Linked DNA regions of Arachis hypogaea: region 2 is linked to region 1. A link is a contact called in public Hi-C data. All regions are on one chromosome and are shown on one strand. The core of a region is the stretch at or near the end of the contact, and the rest is flanking DNA. Distances in the headings are between cores, read along the strand shown. Region 1 holds the start of LOC112710641 (ATPase 11, plasma membrane-type). Region 2 has its middle 22 kb from the start of LOC112710654.

Region 1 (3,567 bases), core at 330-2,829:
TGTCACCAGGAACCAGGACTGCGGCATCTTGTTCGTTCCACCTACCATCACGAAGAACCTTCACAAAATACACACACAAAATTGGTTCCTCTGCAGATGCAAAGATTTTAACACCACCAATACCAGTATCCAATGCAAACATTAAGGACATAAGAAAATGACACTGAATCCCACACCTTTGCTTTCGGAGCGAGACGAGCCATGAGAGCTGCAGCAGCATTACCAGCATTGTTCTCCTCTATGAAACTGATGGTTGAATTGATGACAAGCAAAGTGATAATACCAACAAAGTCTTGCCAATCAGGAGGCTTACCCTGTACAATAATAATAAGAGCAAGTCCAAAATAATCAAACTCGGATTGAGTTCACCTAAACTTAGCAAAAAGTTGAGTTAATTCATGAATTTGATACACCTCCATTGCTAACAAGTTTTAGAAGCTAGTAAGCACACTTACCCCTCCATTGGCAAGAGCAATTGCCATTATAGCAGCAGCCTCCATAACCCAAGAAAGAGGATTCCACATAAATCCCAAGAACTTCAAAAACTTGCTCTCCTGAAAAACAAAACCCAGAACACGATAATTTACCAAAACGAAAAAGGAAAAAGAAAAATTCATGTGGGGGTCAATGAAATGAGAGAAAGGTTAGACCTTTTTCTCTTCAAGCTTGTTGTGGCCAAAAATGGCGAGTCTTTCCTCAGCAGCCTTGCTGCTGAGACCTTCTCTGCTACATCTCAGATTCTCAAAAACTTCCTCAATGGGTATGTTCTCCTACATTCATTCATCAAAAAAAAGAAAAAAAAAACCATCAATGAGGATAACAATTAGACCAAAAGAGACCCAATAAATGATAGTGATTCAGATCTATGTTACCAAATCCACAGTTTCTTTGAGAACAGCCTCTAACTCCACGGATTTGTCCCCCATCTTCTTCTTCTTCTATCTACCCGTTCCAGTTCCAGTTCTATTCTCTCTCTCTATCTCTTTGTAAGTCACCAAACTTTTACTCTCTCTCTCTCTCTCTCTCTCTCTCTCTCTCTCTGAGGAGTTACTACAAACAAAACAGTTCAGAAAATTAGGAGAGAGATAGCGTGCGTGGATTGCACCAACCAAAGAGAGAGTTGGCAAAAGTACAAACTACAAGTAAACAAAAAAGTGTGACAAACTACACATAAAAATGAAAAAAGAAAAGATATAGAAAGAAAGAAAGAAAAGAAAGTGTGTATGGTTAAGGGTAGGAGTAGGACAAGCTAGTTGTGAGGATTGAGATGAAACTAAAGACAAGAAGAAGAAGAAGAAAAAGATGCAGTGTTCTTCAGAGCTAAAAAAAACAGAGAGAGAAAGAAAGAGGGACACAAAGGGGTAGACAACCTTGTATGGAAATGCAAGTTCAGCAACGACGTTCCATGTTTGTGGGTGTGGCTATGGCTATGGCTGTAAGGTAGAGAGAGAAAGAGGAATACATAACATACATACAATACATAGAAGAGTCATATTGGCCTTTTCATTTTTCTAATTCTCATTCTCTCCCTCTCTCTCTCATCCAATTTTTTGTTTTTTCTTTTTTACAAATATAATAATAAAAAATACTAGAAAATCAATATTTTTACTATAAAAATAAAAAATTAGCTAGTATTAATTTAAATATAAGATAAAATGAAAAAGTTTAATCACTTTTTTTTATAACAATATAAGAATAAAAATTAAAATACACATGTTAAATAAATAAAAAACCTATGTCGTCGTATAAACATAAAAAGATAAATTATCAATCATACTTAAAAAACATTTTGATTATTTTAACATATAAAATTATGAATTTGGTTTTGACATATTTATAGTATAAAAAAATTTATACCGTTATATAATTATATTTTTTTTAAATAATTATTTATGCAGTTAATATAAAAAATTGTTATTTTTATTAATTAATTATTACATAATTAAATATAAATATAAAATTATTTTAGATCGACAATGTATTAAAATTATATTTAAAAAACAATTCAGGTCTTAAAGTATTTGATAATATGTTTACTTGTTTACATAATATTAGATTGGAAGATGTTTAGAATCTTGTTTTAGTTTTTTACAATATTATAAATGTGAAATATTTTATATTTGGTCAATTAATTTGCAAAATTTTATCATAAAAGTTGGTTGCTATTTTTTAATACTATATCATAAATAATTTGATAAGAATGCCCTCTCATACACTATTATTAATTATTATATTAAAAGAATATTACATTTCGAACTTCTTATATGAATGCTAATTTGTTTTTCAAAAAAGAAAAATAATTTTGAATTGTAATATCATTTCTTTAAAAAACTTGTTAGAATATCAAAATCAAACTCTAACTAACTCAAAAGATATATAGGTTTAGTATTGTAACAGAAACTATTATGATAACACATAATAGGTAAAGAAGAACTTAAAAAATCAACTATACCATTACCAAATTGATCAATTATATTTACTTTTATTTTTTACCGAACATCTTTATTTTTGTCAAATTAATTGTATAATATTATATTAGTCTTTATCTATAATGTCATTTTAGAGATGAGGATCTATCAATTCTCAAGTAGAGATTGCATTGCAGTTGAGACAAAGAAAATATATGGTCCAATAATTTCCATATACAATAATTTTTAAAACATTTTCCCTGTAATTTTAGGTTTTCAAATTTTAGTCAAAACTTTATTTTCAGTTATTTATAGTTCTTTTTAGAATAATATTATTTCTTTATTTGTAAAAAAAGATAATAATATGTTTAGTAATGGATGACCATTTTTTCTTAAAAAATATCATTCTATTGAAATAATACTTTTATGTGTATATATAAATTTAGTTTTTTAATTATACGGACTATGTGATATATTATGTATTAATATTTGATATACGTTATCAGTTAGTTTTTTTTAACAGTTTTCTTAGAGAATTAATTCTTTTATTTAACTAATAATCAACTAACAAATTACGTAATATATGAATAAATTAAAAATAAAAAATGAGAAATGTAAAAAGAAAAAAAAATAATACACAGATACTTACACGAATATATATAAATACAATGAGATACCTAATATATACATTCTTATAAAATTTATGGACACATCATATATATAAAAATATAAAGTATTTCTTAACTAAAGTATAATGATATTTTGATCTTTTGTTAATATTAAAATATAAATTAATTTTTAATTTATATTTAATATCTAAAATTTTAATTATATAAAATGTTTAAAATATTTTTTAATAAATAATAATATATATTATTTTAAAATTTATTTTGAAAGTATATATTGAAAATAAAACTAAATATACCCAACACAAAATAGTATTTAAGTATGTTAAAATATATAAAAATATTTTTATTAAAATATAATTAAATATAAAAAAAACACGCATATTTAACGAATACGGACACAAAAATTCAGGAAAATATCTGTAATTTATATTATTACACGAAGGTACAAATTATATCTTAGCAAATTCTCTGTATTTTGATATCCTTAGCATTTATGAAGATATTAATTATTCAATTGACTCGCAGTTTTA
Region 2 (3,567 bases), core at 390-2,889, 82 kb after region 1:
ATTACTAGATTTAAATGTGTAACAAGATTGATATATATATATATATATATATATATATATATATATATATATATATATATATATATATATATATATATATATATATATATATATTGGGTTTTCTTTTGGAATTTAGACATAAAATTTTGGATATACAGCTTGGCGCCACAAGAAAAAAAGAAAAACTGGCGGCGATACCAGTTCAGCCAGCGTGATGCTGAAAATGAAAAAGGAAGGAAGAAACCAATGGGACCAAAATTTGTAAAATATGATAATATGGGAATGGTGAAAGTGTAAGTGGGTATGGATGGAAATGGGATGAGAATTTGTCGTTATATTGGAAATTAATGGCTAGTGATCAAGGCACGAATCAAATCAAATTTTATCATTTTTGTCCTTTTTCTCCACAACAGAAAAAGGATCAGACATCAATTTCTACTTTTCACATAGCTGAGCAGATGCTAGCTTTCTTTACTTTGATTATTGCTAGTAGTGTGTTACAAACTCTTTTAAGATAAATATTTATCACTGTTAGGGTACTATCGTAACTCATTGAAAGATATAATCAGAGTTCAGACACCTAAAAAAATATAATCATGTTCAATTTCGGGGTTTGTAATGGGATCTTTGGGAGCATAGCTTTGTTATTTGCACTTATTCTTATTAAATATCATCATACTTATTTGTTAAAAACTAGAAATTGTAAAAGAGAAATGTTGCGTTAATAATAAAATTTATTAACTTTTATTAATATTTGGCTAATTCTAAACACTAAAGATCTAACTCTGAGTTAATAATTAAATTAATCCTTAAAAAGATGAGACGTTCTTTAAATTTATCTTTAAAAAATTTTATCAATCAAATTGATTCGTTAAAAAGTATAAATTAATCATATTTATCTTTTTGTTACTCTATTAACAATTTTTGTCGACAATTGATGATGTGAAATATTAATTGATAGCATATATAATACTTAACATGTTCAATGGACACTTATCAAATATATTTATAAAAATTTATCAATTTAGTCATTAGATCATGCTAGGAATAGAGTTTATGTAATTGAAAATAATTAAATCAATAGATTTTCATAAATATATTTAATTAATATCCAATTAAATATTTTAGATATCATGTATGTTCTTAATTAATATTTTACAGCATCAATCATTGATAAAAATTATTAATACAGTAATTGAAGAATAAATATAATTAATTTTAAATTTTTAATAGACCAATTTAATTGATAAAATCTTTTAAAAATACATTTAAAGAATGTTTTATTTGTTAGAAATTAATTTGACTGTTAAGGCACTAAATTTAAACCCTTAAATTTTACATTTTAACAGTATAAAAGTGAGGTATTAACTAAAATATTGGCTAAAATATTAATTAATATTGATAAAAAGTATCGATCTCTGCTAACATAGGGTCATTTAATTCAATTAATTTTTGTGAAAAGGATCATTATCTTCATTCACTGTTAGGTTTATTTATATTCAGGCTTTAAAGTAAGCCCGCCTATTTTTAAATGGGCCTAGCCACTGAGTCCAATTTATTCAGATTGATACAATGACTGTAATCCTTTTGGTTGCACCTAAATAATGGAACTCGGGAACAAAAAAAAAAACAAAGCTTGACAGTTAGTTATTTCCTATACACACAACGCATTATTGTACCTGTCCAAAACAAAAACGCATTATTGTAACATATAGAATTGGTCGATTTCCTTAATTTGCAATGAAGTCCATTTAAATATTTTTAGGGCCGCGTTCAACAAATATTATATGTTTTATGTCAAAAAAAAAGATACAAACATTATGTGTTAAACATGGATGCCCAATGCAGCTGAGGCCTAGATCAAATGGCAATCATATTGTCTCTTAATCAAGTTGCACCAAGTTCATACCCCAGTTCAGACTGGAATAAGGTTTAAGAAAACCTTTAAAATGTGGGTGTGTGAGTAGTGTAGTGACAAAAAAGAAACTTGGATACTCAATTAAGGTTAAATTAAGCTTACACTTTTAATTAATGAATAATTATATTTTTTTTTTGAGAATTTAGACTGCATGGCTATACTCTTTGATTGTGAAGCCAGTTTTTAAGCTCAATTTCTACTGTATAATAATCATTTCGGACACCAGTTCTGCTCACCATATACTTTTAAGTTAAAAAAATGTAAACGAAGAAAAATTAATGAAAAAAGCATTATGTAGTAAAATATTACACTTAACAACATCAATTGATGATCTATATTAAAGATGGAAGGATGTGAAGTGAGATGTTAGACGCTGAGAATGTAATTAATCATCTTTAAATTTATAAGAGTATTTATCCATTTTGGTTCTCATCGAATTTTGGATTAGACACTTTAGTTTCTGGTGCATAAAATTGTGATCACACTTTTCACAATTCCGTACAACTAACCAGTAAGTGTATTGGGTCGTCCAAGTAATACCTTACGTGAATAAGGATCGATCCCACGGAGATTGACGACTTGAAGCAAGTTATGGTCATCTTGTAAATCTCAGTCAGACAGATTCAAATAATTGTGAGGATTTGACAATTGAAAGATAAATAAAACGGAAAATAACATAGAGATACATATGTAATTTATTGGTGGGAATTTTAGATAAGCATTTGGAGATGCTTTGTTGCTTTTGAACCTCTGTTTTCCTATTGTCTTCATCCAATCATGCGTCCTCCCTTCCATGGCAAGCTGTATGATCCTCTCAGTGAAAATGGTCCGACTACGGTTTCTGTACGGCTAATCAACTGTCGGATTTCTCGTCTCAGATAAAAAATACCAGGTACAGCTACTGCAGGGCTAATCATCTGTCGGTTCTCACTTGTGTTGGAATAGGATTCCTTGATCCTTTTGCACATTGTCACTGCGCCCAACAGTCGCGAGTTTGAAGCTCGTCGCAGTCATCCCTTCCCAGATCCTACTCAGAATACCACAGACAAGGTTTAGACTTTCCGGATCTCAGGAATGTTGCCAATTGTTTCTAGCCTATACCACGAAGGTTCTAATCTCAGATTCGGATGCTCTGTTGTCAGGAGAGATGACGCGAATCGCTGATTAGAGACCCAAGAGAATATACTCCGGCTGTCGTCCAATGACTACGTTGAACATCATGTAGACCGCTTGTGGTTGTCAGGCACGCGGATCTTGGCTAAGCGAGTAATGAAGATAGTGGGTGATTGTCACGGGTCACCCCTTCATTCTGACTTAACTGAATTAAGTACGAGAGTATATCTTGGAGAAGAAGTAGAAAAACAATAGTACTTGTATTAATTCATGAGGAACAGCAGAGCTCCTCACTTTAATCTATGAGGTGTAGAAACTCCACCGTTGAGAAATACATAAGAACAAAAATGGTCTAGGCATGGCCGAATGGCCAGCCTCCCTAATGGCATGATAAACGATAAAAGGGTTCAAAGTCCTCTAATACAATAGTAAAAGTGCTATATATACTAAACTAGTTACTAGGGTTTACAAAAAATGAGTAGATAGTACATAAATCCACTTCCGGGGCCTACTTGGTGTTTGTTTGGGCTGAGCTT

The links. Hi-C and Micro-C count contacts between places; a contact is called where the count stands out from the background.
Region 2: a Hi-C map of an unstated tissue shows a contact between it and region 1, with 5 times the contacts expected there. The contact joins the enhancer-like site here to the promoter of LOC112710641 in region 1. A contact is called at or near these places in 5 of 8 Hi-C or Micro-C datasets (leaf and an unstated tissue).

What each region holds. Positions count from the first base shown.
Region 1 is chr1:112,013,661-112,017,227 of arahy.Tifrunner.gnm2.J5K5, forward strand. It overlaps LOC112710641 (ATPase 11, plasma membrane-type), which reads right to left and starts at 1,580. Exons shown (of 21, transcript XM_025762967.3): 1 at 873-1,580; 2 at 651-770; 3 at 456-554; 4 at 177-314; 5 at 1-58. The coding sequence starts at 926.
Region 2 is chr1:112,095,187-112,098,753 of arahy.Tifrunner.gnm2.J5K5, forward strand. No RefSeq gene overlaps it. Among protein-coding and RNA genes, the nearest start is that of LOC112710654, 22 kb to the right of the region's middle. Within about 2 kb of position 1,640, at least 3 of the 3 cell types and tissues checked have open chromatin away from gene starts, as enhancers often do.